Linked DNA regions of Mus musculus: region 1 is linked to region 2. The links are chromatin contacts, called in public Hi-C maps. All regions are on one chromosome and are shown on one strand. Each heading gives the region's core, a stretch centred on a gene start, on an enhancer-like site or on the middle of the called end of the contact. The rest is flanking DNA. Distances are from core to core; before and after follow the strand shown. Region 1 overlaps Pxn (paxillin). Region 2 holds the start of Pla2g1b (phospholipase A2, group IB, pancreas).

Region 1 (6,998 bases), core at 754-3,253, 69 kb before region 2:
CAGCCTACATAAAGGACATAAAGGACATGGAAGAAGGAAGTTCGTTTTCTCTTTCTCTCTCTCTCTCTCTCTCTCTCTCTCTCTCTCTCTCTCTCTCTCTCTCTCTCCCTCTCCCTCTCCCTCTCCCTCTGGCAAGTCCATTCCTTAGAGCCTACTTCTTGGGGATTCTGGTGTGTAGAGGACACAAGGCCCTTGTGCTCACAGATAAGAATCAGGGAAACCAGGGATGACAAGCACACAGGTTTGTCTCTTTAAGGGAAGGGATGTGTACCTGTCTTCCACCCAGAAGGCTGAGAGTGGGTGTGGTTAATATCCTGGTGATCTGTGGGGCCAGCACATACCCCAGGCCCCTAGACCATTATGCCTATCCCAGACTCTTCCTCCCTAGACCTTTATCTTGAACACGGTTTCTCAGTCAATCAAGCCCATCCCTAGGAGAGATGTCACGTGCGTGTACTTTGTAATTTGGTGGCCTCTCCCATGACCTAGACCACACCAGATTCTCCCCTGGGCCCTTAAGCTATAGAACAGTTAGGACAGTTTCTCTGCCTGCCTAGGGTTGGCAGGGACCGCCACACTGGTGTATACCTAAGACCAGCTGAGAGGGCCAACCTTGTGGACTAAGCAACTTCTGGATTCTTAGACCTTTTGATGGTGGAGAGCCATTGGTGGACTAGCAGGTCTACATCTGTTAGTCACTCTAATAAGTATAAATATATAAGTATACTTATATATCATATATATTGAATATGTGAGTGTTCATATATCCACTGGATACGTTCTGTTCCTCTGAAGAAACCTGACCTCACCATCAGATCGCTATTTCTGAACCCACGGCTAGAACTACTGCAAGCTCTGAGCCACCTTTCTCATCCTTTCCCAGCTATGGGCTGCCCTGCCTGGGCCCTTACCACACCAGGGCCCACTGTCCACAGCTCCATGGTGAAGCAGAGAGCTGATAAGCTCATAAGTACCTGCCGTCCGGATCCAGGGGATGCTTAAACAGCTTGTCTACCCTTTTGTGCCCAAAAAGGGGTTTCAGTCCCCCGCTGGTCACCCGGGTAGCCCAGGTAGTAGCCTAAGGGCCCTTACAGCTGCTCAGACAGAGGGATGTACACACTGGGTGGGCTCAGCCTGACCAAGGGAGGAGCTATGTAAACAGCTGGAGGAGCTGGGGATGGTTCACCTCCCACCCCTTGGGTGAGACTTCTCCATTTGGAAAGAGGAAGGAACAAGAGGCAGACCCGCCCCTCCCCCTCCCATGGCTTCTGCCCAGTCCCTGTCCCCTCAAGCCGCCAGAGCCCGAGAGCAGTTAGAGCAGAGGTAACCTAACCCACAGTGGGGTGCTTCGACTCAGTGAGTAACTCCCCAGGAATGGAAAGCCGGGTATATTTATCCTGGTAACTGTCTATCCTCGGGGAAGGTGGCTGTGGCCAGCCAATACAGTTAAGCCAGATCTCTGCCCCTACCATGCCTAGGGACCTAAGGCCTCAACACTCTGTAGGAATTCAACCTTCTAGAGGGAGTTTCCCTCACAAACTGGGCTCTGTACCCTCAACAACTGTCCCCTCTTGGAGAATTAATCTCTTAGAGATGGATACCTTACTCTGTCCTGCTGAGAGAGAAAGACAGGAAAGGACGGGGGCAATCAGCGTACAGGAGGAACTGGGCTGCCTGGCCAGGGTCCTAGCAAGGAACATGGACTAGGTCTTGAGCTGCCCCCATTGCTGAGCAGGCTCCAAGGAGGAAACAGGATTAGATGAGATTTATATAGCAACTGAGCTCTTCAAGACTTTGCCTCACTCCAAGGCACTGCTATGATCTGAACCCGGGACGGGAGCTATTCTCCCCAAGGGGCAGGAGAGCCTTGGTGGTGCCATCTGACTATTTAACAGCCATGCCTGCAGGCTGTGAAGACTCACCCGCCCAGCTTCCCTAGCTGACTCAAGCCTTGCTCAACCAGGAGCTGCCCTGAAGGAAGTGTGGGCTAGGTGACAAACAGGAAACCAGGGGGAAAGGTCTAGAGGTTTCCAGCCATCAGCAGACAGGGGCCGTCACCGGGTACAGCTGTCTCTTCCCAGCTCCCGTGTGCCAGAGGCTGATTTCCGGTTCTTGGCTGAGCCCTGCCTGCCAGAGGCTCATGCAACCCCGAAACCTAGAGTGTGCAGGCAGCCAAGGGCACGAGGCACAGGTGAGAGGAGACATAAGAAAATATAGGCTGCAGGGCTTCTGTGAGGTCACTCTGAGATCCAACTTTACCAGGGCCCCTATGAAGCAGGTAGGTATACACACACACACACACCACACCACACACCCCAGACTGCAGCTGTCTTGGTCTCCAACCCCGGGTCTGTATGTGCCCGGAGCCAGATCCAGCCACACCCCCAGGTGAGGGAGCAGCAGCATTAAGAACTCATCCTGAGAGCCCCTCCCCCACCGCCCCGGCACGCCGCCGGGGACACACTTCTTGGGTCAGATCTTAGCGACCTCTTCAACTAACCCATAGGCTCCATCTCCCCACCCCACACCGCCATGGTTTCTCTGTGTAGCCCTGGTGCTTGCTCTCACTCTGCAGACCAGGCTGTCTGACCTCAACTCAGATCCGCCAGCCTCTGCCTCCCGGATCAAAGGTGTGCGCTGCAGACTGGCGCCCAGGGGATTCCTGTTCTGGAAATGTCCCTGGTCTGTTCCAGCTCGGCTCCAGGCCCTTCCTGCAATCTGGGCTCTTCCAAGCACATGAGTCTACAGGCGGGCGGGCGGCTCCCCCTGCTAATCACCAACAGAGGTTAGGAGGGGCTCCACTCTGAGTCATCTCTGGCCCCACAGAGACCTGAACAAAAAGTTCAAAAGTTTGCCTGTTTCTGGGATGAGCTGTGATCTGTCCACCGCGTTTATGGACGCAGAGACACCAGTTTCTCTGCTCTTTCTTTACTCGTCAGATGCTGACTGGCGAACGCAGCCCAAAAGGCTTCCCCACTGGCCAAGCCGCCTGCTTCTGTTCACCTGGCTACCCCCCTCCTCTGGTTCCCACGTATAACTGTCCCCGCTGGGCCTCTCCCTGTCACAGTCACACTTTCTTTTTTATCATCTGCAGCCAACAATACGGTCTAGCATCAGAAACCAGGCTCGGTCCCTTCTCAGTCTCCGTCACCTCCCTGGGTTCTGCTAAGCCTACTTCCAGTAGACAAAATGGTTTGAACTTCCTGAACTACACACACACTCACATGCACACACACACACACACACACACTTTTTATTTTGAAGCTATGGCTCCTTACACAGATCAGGTTGGCTCTGAGCCTTGGCTCGGCTGGGCTCCATGCTTCACTTTGGGTGCCTACCTCTTTTGTGTGGGTCCACACTTCCCCCTCACCCCTCCCCAGACTCGGGCTCTCGGTATAGGAACTTCCTTCCACCCTTTCTGGCCTCTCACTGAAGGGCTGGAGTTAATGTGTGATGGAGACAGACCGGAGACACAATATAGTCCTGGCTTGCAAGTCCTCCGCGCTCGGAATGGTGTGGTGCGCATATGGCCCATGCGCACCTCCCGTGTATGTGATGATTTGATTTGGCTTCCATCTTGAGACAGTTCACTGTATTCCTCAGGCTGCCGTCAACTTTCAGTACGGACTCAGCGTCCTCAATCGCTGGGATTACAAGCATGAACCACCACGCCCAGTAGACTTATATACTGTTTTGTTTTACATTTTTTTTAAGGGTTGTAGACATGGCTCAGTAGTTAAGAGTGTGCCCTGCTTTTGCAGAGGACCCGGGTTCAGTTCCCAGCACCCATGTGAGCATCAATCCCAAGGGACCTGAGTCCCTCTTCTGGCTTCCTCTGGCACCATGCACGCATATAGTGCACATACATATGTGTATGCAAAAGAGTCACACATATAAAATACATCTTTTTAAAATCATTTACTCCCTTTTATATCTGTGTATATGTGCATGCGCACACGCACACATACAAGTCAGAAGACAACTATGGAGTCGCTTCTCTCTTCTCACCATGTGGGTGACAGGTAAGTTAGGTATCCAGGCTTGGTCACAGCATGTGTGCGTGCATGCGTGCGTGCCTGCAGAGCCCATCTCGGGCTTCAGATGCAGTTGAGGGTGGTTGGAAGCTGTCAAGGGAGGATCCTGAGAACCAAATTCAGGTTCTCTGCAAGTAGATGTGATTTTAAAAATATTTCTTTTCTTCTTTTCCCCCAGTGCAGGACTTAGGACCTCATGCAACACAAGACAGACAGCACTGAGCTGTGTTTTCTGGCTCCAAATATTTCTCAAGTATAAGGCCACAGATATAGAGGACAAACACTCCCACCAATGCTGTCTTTGCCCAACTCCAGGGGACAGAACCCCTGGCGTTGACACTCCATCTTTGAGCCTCTTAGAAAGTAAAGCCAAAGGGCCCTCACTCCCTGCTTTGGCCTTGACCACAACTTTCCTCTTTAGCAGGACTGGGACCCGCCCACCCCCACCTCACCCTTTTTCCAGCCTTGGTGTCTCTCTCTACAAACAATAGCAAATGCGGTCCAAACCTCTCCCTCCTTCGTCTTCCTGTTACCTGGATGTTCATACCTGCAGGAGACAAAGGAAGACAGGAGCCCAGGAAACCTTAAGGAAAACCCAGAAGCCCCCTGGGGACCAAGTTAACACAGAAGCTAGAAGTCAAAATCACTGCTTGGAATCAAACTAGCAAGGCTGGGTTCTGGAGGCAATGAGACTGCAGTCAGACAGACAGACACAGACAGACAGAGAGAGGCTGCGGAGAGTCCTTTGCACACACTTGGGGCCTTCAGTGCACAGTATCACGCAGCACCACAAGGCCCCCACTGTCCACACATAAAGCCACGCTGTATGTGTCGTAGGTGTCGCAGATTGGGCTGCTCTGGTGTCACGTGACTCTCCATACACCCTCTGGTAACCCCGCCCCGGGCACTGTGCCCCAGCAGAGATAACAGCCTACCCAGTAGAAACGCAGGACTCTGGATCCACTGCTCATAGCCTGGGGAAAATTTACTAGACAGTTAGGAGCTTCCGCTCACCAACTCCGTCCCTCACAGAGCTCACTGTGAGTAACAGCTGGGAAGTGTGGGGAAAGTCAGCATGGTGGCTGGCGGTAAAATGATGTGGGCCTCCCACTCTAGCACTGAGGCACACGGTACATAAATCTGCATCCCTGATGGTCATGTCCCCTGGAACAGCACAGGGAAGGAGCTGGAGCCAGGGACGTCAGCCAGGGAGCCTGGGAGCTGTGGCAGGTCGTCACTAACTGGGGCCTTCTTGCTGAGCACACCACTGACCTCACCCGTTTATGCCTGGGGTTCGTTCCAAGTCCTCCTTGGAGAATGTCAGCTGAGCCCAGCAGCCTCCAGCTCACTCCCCAGCAGAGGCGGGCGGGGGCGAGGAGCCAGGGGCTTCAATGCTCCCTACTCCTCCCCACTGCAGCCGGGCCTGAGAGCCCCTCCAACTTTGACCAGGAGCCGCCTAAGCTCCAAAGACCCTAAGAAGTTAGGCCAGGAAAGAAGGAGGAGAGTGCAGTGCCCGAGGGACCGCAGACAGGGCTACAACCATCGAGGCAGCTGCTCAGGAAGGGAGAAATAACCCTTCCGCACACCTAGCCTCATCTGTGGGACACCAGGTCAACTTGTACAAGCATTTTCCTCCTGGCCCCTAATGAGATTGCAGCTGCTCCCTCCTGTCTGAGCACTGCCAAGCAAAGCAAGGTTCCCCCAGGCACAGACCTGCAGCCTCCCAGATCAGCCCACAGGCAGATGGAGGTCTCCTATACACACCACACCAGTCAAATAAGGAGGAGACAGACAGCTGGCTTGAACACATGCACACTCTAGCACACTCGTGCATGCGCGCACGCGCGCGCGCGCGCGCGCACACACACACACACACACACACACACACACACCAGGTAGTTCCAGGTTTGCCCTCTATAAATGCTGTCCCCACAAGGGCACAAGCATGCCCAGGTAAGAGAGAACTCAGCCAAGAGCTAACCTTGGCCTCGTCTCTGGCCTGATGCACAATCAATCAAGAGGTGCAGTGTTACCCACGGGTGGCCAGCAGTCATCAAGTACTGACATACGTGACAATGTGCTTTTACTGTGGGGGAAAAAAAAACCTCAAGTGGGTTCAAGATGGCACCATAAAGTCTCCTCCATACGTGCCGCAGTGCTGAATGTAAGAGAACTCAAGAGACTTCAGGACCCCACACACACCCTCGGCGTCAGAACTTGAAACAGCCATCTTGGACAGCCAGGTGGAGGCAGAAGAGGCAGCAGGCCAGCGGCCCACAGCATTCCATCATCAACCCTCAAGGACACACTTGCTTCCCTAGAGGAACTGACACCATCCGACCCCCGGGCTCCTCAGACTCTCAGTTTTAGGAAGCCATCTGCTAAGCTCAGAGCTCCAGGAAATGCCGGGGCCCCTTGACAGCTGGTGTCACCACAGACAGTTGGCACCTCCTGAAAAAGAGCCATCCCACGCACAGAGGCTCTCGGACCCTTCCCGGCCTCCTGCCCACAAGCGTGCCTCTCTTACTCACAGGTGACTTGCAAATTCACCAGGAGGCCCTGGTGGGGTGACAGTGCCTCCCACAAAGGAGGGACAGACAGCTCCAGCCTGTCCCTGTCCCACTAGAGGGAAGATCTTCTCCAACTCTCACAGTGGGAAATCTGCCTCTTCCTGGACAGGGAGGAAGCACAAGGTGGCTGCAAAGTCAGACTGGGAAACCACACAGGAAAAAACGGAAAACAGGCTTTCCTGGAACAAAATGTGTTGGGGACCTGTGGGCTCAGCCTGGCTGACAGGGGACCTGTGGGCTCTGCCTGGCTGACAGGGGACCTGTGGGCTCAGCCTGGCTGACAGGGCTCGTATGCAAGGGAAGTAGGATGCAGGAGGAGGAAGCAGAACACAAGCAAGGTCATATGACCAGCCTGCAAGAAGCCCACTGACCCTGAGCTGGAGCCTCAAGC
Region 2 (7,343 bases), core at 3,169-5,668:
AACCCTCCTGCCTCATCCTCCCCTTGTGCTAGGACTATAAACGAGCACCACTGGACCGGGCTGGGCTTGAACTCAGAAATCCACCTGCCTCTGCCTCCCAAGTGCTGGGATTAAAGGCATGTGCCACTGCCTGGTAATAATAAACAAATCTTAAAAAAAATAAGAAGTTTGCAGATGGAAGCCAGGACTTTGTGCTTGCTTGATTGAAACAGGGTCTCACATAACCTGGGAAAGCCTTAAACTTGCCTTGTAAGAAGATAACTTCAATTTGAACTTCTTTTTGTTGTTGTTGAATGGGGAGCCTGGGCTACGTGTTACCCTGCCTCAGGAAAAGAAGTTGGAGGAGGAGGAAGATGGAGGCAAGGATGAAAGAATGGTGTGGTGCTCAGTGCCTCCCACACGCAGGAACAGCCAACAGGAGGGCAATCAGTAAGTAAGTAGGTCTGAGCCGAAGCTGGGTCAGCGCAGGCCAGTGTGGACCAGTTCTGAGTTTGTCTCGCTGTGCCCTTCAGGGCTGTGTTCATAAATGCACAAACATCCTGGATTTCCCTCAGCCCCAGTGTCGGCCCTGCACCTCAGCCTGAGGCTTCTCCCTTCCATGGGTCTGGGACTCCACTTCATCTCTTCTTTCTCTCCACTGCCACTCCTGCCCAGGTCACCAATGGACAAGTGGCCGGAAGCACAAATAGGCTTGCCACTCTCTGAGTCACTTTCTGAGAGTTCCTGGACTGACTGAAATGTTACTATTTATTTAATCCTCTCTCTCTCTCTCTCTCTCTCTCTCTCTCTCTCTCTCTCTCTCTCTCTCTCCCCCTCTTTCTTTTTTTGAGTCTACCTATAGTCCAAGTCTTTTTTTTTTTTTTTTTTTTTTTTGGTTTTTTTGAGACAGGGTTTCTCTGTGTAGCCCTGGCTGTCCTGGAACTCACTTTGTAGACCAGGCTGGCCTCGAACTCAGAAATTCACCTGCCTCTGCCTCCCGAGAGCTGGGATTAAAGGCGTGCTCCATCACGCCCGGTTTATAGTCCAAGTCTTTTTTTTTTTTTTTTTTTTTATTAAAGATTTATTTATTATATGTAAGTACACTGTAGCTGTCTTCAGACACTCCAGAAGAGGGAGTCAGATCTCATTACAGATGGTTGTGAGCCACCATGTGGTTGCTGGGATTTGAACTCTGGACCTTCGGAAGAGCAGTCGGGTGCTCTTACCCACTGAGCCATCTCACCAGCCCCTATAGTCCAAGTCTTAAATTCTCAATCCTCCTGCTTCAGCCTCCTGAATGGCTAGAGAGATCTTGGCCTCGATGCTTCCCCATTAAAGAGGATCTTCCGGTCCACACATCCAAGCAGTGTCTCTACTGTCCCATGTTTTTTTGCTTCATAGTACTTCGGTTTGTGTTTGGACTGACATATGTGTGTGTATGTGTGCATATGTAGGTGGAGGGCAGAGGTCAACATCTGGAATCTTAACTCACTCTCTTATTCTTGACACCGAGTCTCTCAGTGAGCCCGGGGCTTGCCACTTGGCTATGGTGGCTGAGAGCTGGGGGCTTGGCTATGGTGGCTAAGCAGCAAGCCCCGGAGAGCTTCCACCTGTCTCCATCTCTGAAGTCATGGAATTGTAGGGGTGTCGCTGCTGTGCCTGGATTTTTCTGTGGGTGCTAAGGCATCCTAGCTAATGTGTTCCCACTCAGTCGGTAGGACAGGAGGTTCTCAAGAGCAGGTCTCCTGGCTTTCATTCTCCTTAAAGCCTATCACTGTGCTTAACACACGTTGTGGTGTATGTGTGTGTGATATGTATTTGTGTATGGTATGTGTGTGCCTGTGTGTGTGGTGTATGTGTGTGTATTGTGTTATGTGTTGTTTGTGTGTGTTTGTGTATGTCTGTATATGTGTGGTGTATATCTGCTTGCGTGTGTGGTGTGTGTGTCTCTTTGTGTGTATATGTGTGTGTATTGTGTTGTGTGTTGTTTGTGCATATTTGTGTGTGGTGTGTGTTTTGTGTGTGTGGTATATCTGTGTTTGTGTCTATGCAGTGAGTGTATTTGTGTTTGTGTGTGTGTGCATGTGACTCTAGATAAGCCATGAATAAAGTCAGTGAGTGAAGTATGTGCCTGGTACCTAGTAGACACTCCACAAAATTCTGTTGAATGAATGAGCAAACCTGTGCCATGACTGCGCTTGCCCAAAGCACAGGCTTTGCAGAGCAGCTCGTGGAGCAGAGGCCGTCAGCCGCTTGCACAGAGTCCTGCTGCATAAAGAGCACAGAGAACAAGGGACTTTCGGGGTCCCATCTCCTCAGTCACCATGCTGCCTTATCGTCTCACACGTTGTCCAGTTCCATCTTTTCATCTTTCTTCCATTCTCTTTTTTATCTTTTTGAGACAAGGTCTCACTCACTATACTGTCCTGGCTGGCATGAACTCACTCTGTAGACCAGGCTGGTTTTGAATTCACAGTTTCCTGCCTCTGTTTCCCTAGTGCTGGGATTGAAGGCACGCAGCAGCACCTTGCTTGGCCTCCTTTATTCATTCTTTCTGAGACAGGAGCTAACATTGTAAAAATAGGCTGGCCTTGAATTCATGACAATCCTTCTGCCTCAGCCTCTGGAGAGCTAGAATGATGAGTGTGAGCACCACAATGGGGTCTTCCTATGTAAACAAGGCTGACATCAAACTAGAAATCCTCCTGCCTCAGCCTCCTGAGCGTGGAGATCAAGGGCGCGTAAGACCCTGCCCTGCTTACTCTATTTTTGGGCTCATTCTGGCTAACCATTTGTGGGGAGACCCCAGGGACAAAGAAAGGGAGCAGCTGGCTTTTCCCACGATGTGGGTGACCCCTGTGGTGGCAGTAAGTAGGGGCTGTATCCCTAGGTGACACAGCTAGACATATGCTTTACAGAAGCTAGACACAGTCATAACTAACGCACAGAGTGTGCGCGTGTGCGCAAACACATGTGCTTTTGGAACAGGCACACGACGCTTTTATCTCTGAGGCTCAGTCTACAGCCTGATTGCAGGTCTCAATCATTGCTGGGTGAATAGAAACGACTTACGTGCCAACTACAGGTGACTCCGTGCACAGGGCCCAAATCTGTTTCTGTTCACGGAGCTGGGGATGTAATGCCTGTATGCAGATGGTGCCTGAATATGTAAATGAATCAGCTGGGCGTGGTGGCGGTGCACACCTTTAGTCCCAGCACTTGGGAGGCAGAGGCAGGCGGATTTCTGAGTTCGAGGCCAGCCTGGTCTACAAAGTGAGTTCCAGGACAGCCAGGACTATACAAAGAAACCCTATCTCGAAAACCAAAACAAAATAAAACAAAAATTGCAGACTCAAGCCAGGCACAGATGGAATCCTAACACTTCAGAGGCTGAGAGAGGAGGGTCCCAAGGCTGGGCTATACTGTGGAGAGGAGACATCTTGAGCCATATAGCAAGGTCATATCAATAAAATAATAATGATTACTATTGATGGTGATGATGATAAGGGGGTCGGTTGGAGAGATGGCTCAGAAGTCATGAACACTTTCGTTCCTTCCATGGGATTCAGGTCTGGTTCTAGCACCCATATGGCAGGCAGCTCATAGTTATTTACAACTCCAGTGCTACAGGATCTGACCCTTCTTCTGGTCTCTGCAGGCACTGCTCACACAATATATACCATATGTGCAGGCAAAACGCTCAGACACATAATGATATATATATATATATATATCAGGACAGCCAGGACTATACAAAGAAACCCTATCTATATCTATATATAGAGAGAGAGGGTTTCTCTGTGTAGCTCTGACTGTCCTGAAACTTGCTTTGTAGACAAGACTGGCCTCGAACTTACAGAGATCTGCTGGCCTCTGCCTTCTGAGAGCTGGGATTAAAGACATTAGTACTACTTGGGGAAAAAAATTTTTTTTTAAAGAAAAAGAAAAGGAAAAGTTGTTAGGGCACTGGCAAGGCCAAGGAAAGTGGTGCCAGGGCAAGAAGACATCAGAGGCAGAAGGGGGCTTCCTTTGCTTGGGTAGGCAAATGAGGGAGCATTTTCTAAGGGGTCATCTGAGTTCAGACCCAGAGGTCGAAAAGCACCAGCTGTCCTGAACACTGGGGTGAAGAGGAGACCCCAACCCAGAGGCTATTAGACCCTAAGGAGAATGCCAAACAATTCCAGCGTGACCAGTGGGAGGGAGGCATTGGAGAAGAGGGAGACCGTAAGGTGCTCAGAGAGAGGCGACAGAGGGGCCTACCTGTGAGCAGAGCAGCCAGCAGAAGGAGTTTCATCTTCAGAAGGAGTGAGGGGAGAACTCCAGTGACTTCCCTCTTTTATACATGGGGCCCCACGCTCCCAAGATAAGGCTGTTTGCTTTGCTCTTAGCCACTCTGGGCTGGCCTTGGTCTATCGGGGGAACAACACAGAGGGATTTGCCTGTAAGAGAAAATAATGCCACAGATTTGCGCCTGGCACTTCCTCCCCAAGGGGATGGTTTCCAGATCTTGGAATCCTTTACTACTCCCCCTAACCCCATTATGACAAGTCTCAGGTTGCCCTGGAACTCATGGGACATCTTTGAACTCCTCTTTACTTTATTAATTTTTTTTTTGAGACAAGGTTTCTAGCCCAGGCTGGCCTCAATCTTGCTGTGTAGCTGAGGATAGCCTTAAATTTTTTTTTTTTTAGATTTAAAAAAAAATATATTTTTAAAAATGCACTCATTTACGTATGAGTGCTCTGTCCGCAGGTACACCTGTAGTCCAGAAGAGGGCATCAGATCCCTTTTACAGACAGTCATGAGCCACCTTGTAGTTGCTGGGAATTGAACTCAGACCTCTGAAAGAACAGACTGCCTGTTGTAGAAATTACTTTAAATCTCAGCCCGAGGTTTCTTTCTTTCTTTTAGATATTTATTTACTTATTTTTATGTATATGAGTACACTGTAGCTGTACAGATGGTTGTGAGCCTTCATGTGGTTGTTGGGAATTGAATTTTAGGACCTCTGCTCGCTCTGGTCGGCCTCGCTTGCTCTGGCCCAAAGATTTATTTATTATATTATAATAAGTCCACTGTTGCTGTCTTCAGACACCAACATCAGATCTTATTATGGGTGGTTGTGAGCCACCATGTGGTTGCTGGGATTCGAACTCAGTTCGTTCGGGAGTGCAGTTGGTGCTCTTACCCGCTGAGCCATCTCGCCAGCCCCAGGCCCAAGGTTTCTACCCCACCTTAGACCATTTAGACTCCGGAACACACACAACAATAAGCTTCAAGCAGCATAGTTGCTGGGCAGCTGCCTACCCTCTGGGCTATTAGAATCTACCTTCCTATCGATAACCCCGAGTTATTACTTACTATATTTCATCTGGACTGCTCTTATCTCCAATTGGTCAGCCCACGTGGTGACGTTTTCCCTTTTTCCTAACCAAAGATGGCCTCTCCTTCCTCTTCTCCTCTCCTTCTTCTCTGACCCCAAGAGTGGGAAACCTAAACACCTAAACCCCACGTATGTCTCTTCTGCCCAGCTATTGGCTGTCTGCATCTTTATTTACCAATCAGAAATAAGTTGGGGCAGGGTCAGAGGTATTGGGGGCTCGCACTTTGCATTACAATAGACGGGCAAAGATGAAAACCTCAGCACAGCCAGCGCTCTTAAGCGCGATCTATCTCACTAGCTCCCTTGTGTGTGCATGTGAGAGTGCAGACGCCACACAGACCAGAAGAGGGAGTCAGTTACAGGGGTTCTGAGCCACCGACGTGAATGCTGGGAATGGAACTTGGTGCTCTGCCACAGCGGTATGATCTTAACCTGAAGCCTGACCCTGAGCTTCTGATACTCCTGCCTCCTCGCACGGCTCCTTAGCCTAGCTTCAAGGGACCTGGGGCAACTATCCTGTTAGACACCGTAAGAAGTCGGGGAGGAAGGCAGGGTGGAGATGACTCCTGCCTTTGTGTCTGGAATGCTTGGGTTTGCGTGGGGGCGGTGTCATTGAATGGTTCTATCTACCATGCCCTCTACAGATGAGGAAAGGCGTTCAGAGAGGTGAAATAATTTGCCTAAGGTCACAGACTGTGAGTAAGCAAGGCAAGGTTGGTTCATGCTTATGTCTGTCAAACTCCAAGCCACGCATCTTAGTTTCTTCCCACTCTGAAAACATCATATTTTTGCTTCCCAGTGCAGGTTTGTGAGAAAATTTTGGAGATGTGGAATCAGACCAGAATGACTCTTGGAACAGTCAAGGACTTAGCAGTTAATGTATAGTCTGTAAACGCCTACAGACTAGAACTTGGGAACTTTTTTTTTTTTTTTTTTTTTTTTTTTTTTTTTGAGACAGGGTTTCTCTGTATAGCCCTGACTGTCCTGGAACTCACTCTGTAGACCAGGAGACCAGGCTGGCCTCTAATTCAGAAATCTGCCTGCTTCTGCCTCCCAAGTGCTGGGATTAAAGGGGTGAACGAATTTTGTGGGTGAACAAATTCTTTAAATTTCTAGCTTAGTAAGTCTAGCTCAGCTTCCATCACTGCCCTCAGAGTCCTTTTTAAAAAAAATTATTTAATTCTATTGCATGTATTAGTGCTCTGCTGCATATGCATCCACTTGCCTGAAGAGGGCGTCAGATCCCATTACAGATGGTTGTGACCCATCATGTGGTTGCTGGGAATTGAACTCAAGACCTGGAAGAGCAGTCACTGAGCCATCTCATCAGGACCCCTACCCCTACCCCATAGAGTCCCCCCCCCCTTTTTTTTTCTTCGAGACAGGGTTTCTCTGTGTAGCCCTGGTTGTCCTGGAACTCACTTTGTAGACCAGGCTGGTCTCGAACTCAGAAATTCACCTGCCTCTTCCTCCCAAGTGCTGGGATCAAAGGCATGCGCCACCACGCCCGGCTCTTTTTTTTTTTTTTTTTTTTTTTTTAAGACTTATTTATTTATTTATTTATTTATTTATTTATTACTTGTAAGTACACTGTAGCTTGCACCAGAAGAGGGCATCAGATCTCATTATGGGTGGTTGTGAGCCACCACGTGGTTGCTGGGATTTGAACTTCGGACCTTCGGAAGAGCAGTTGGGTGGGTGCTCTTACCCACTGAGCCATCTCACCAGCCCCATAGAGTCCCTTTCATACTCGCTCCCAGCATCATGTGTCTTCCAAGGTCTTGTCTTAGCTGACATCACTCTGCCAATCACCCTGAGTCTGGGAAAGCAGCAAGCCACAGCACACCACCAGTGTTTCTTGGTGCGTTTCTCTCTATGGAGGCTGGACAAATGCAGCTCAGCTATGCAGTGTAAGGGGGACCGAGACGTACATCTTGTTAGTGAGGAATCCTTATCATGTGTCCTCTTACATGCTTGCATT

The links. A called contact is a pair of places that touch in the nucleus more often than the background predicts.
Region 1: a contact with region 2 is called in a Hi-C map of rod photoreceptor, with 4 times the contacts expected there. The contact joins the enhancer-like site here to the promoter of Pla2g1b in region 2. A contact is called at or near these places in 1 of 15 datasets of contacts at CTCF or cohesin (embryonic stem cells), 8 of 484 Hi-C or Micro-C datasets (CD8 T cells, the HL-1 cell line, cortical neurons and 5 more), 3 of 115 datasets of contacts at active chromatin or transcription factors (embryonic limb bud and embryonic stem cells) and 3 of 9 other capture datasets (adipose tissue, liver and pancreatic islet).

What each region holds. Positions count from the first base shown.
Region 1 is chr5:115,530,091-115,537,088 of GRCm38.p6, reverse strand. All of the region lies in intron 1 of Pxn (paxillin), which reads right to left. Among named protein-coding and RNA genes, the nearest start is that of Gm13840, 23 kb to the right of the region's middle. Within about 2 kb of position 2,003, at least 187 of the 459 cell types and tissues checked have an H3K27ac peak or open chromatin away from gene starts, as enhancers often do. A contact at or near this core is called in CD8 T cells, the HL-1 cell line, adipose tissue and 2 more, where this site is marked.
Region 2 is chr5:115,463,217-115,470,559 of GRCm38.p6, reverse strand. Pla2g1b (phospholipase A2, group IB, pancreas) reads right to left here and starts at 4,418. Exons shown (of 4, transcript NM_011107.2): 1 at 4,240-4,418. The coding sequence starts at 4,273.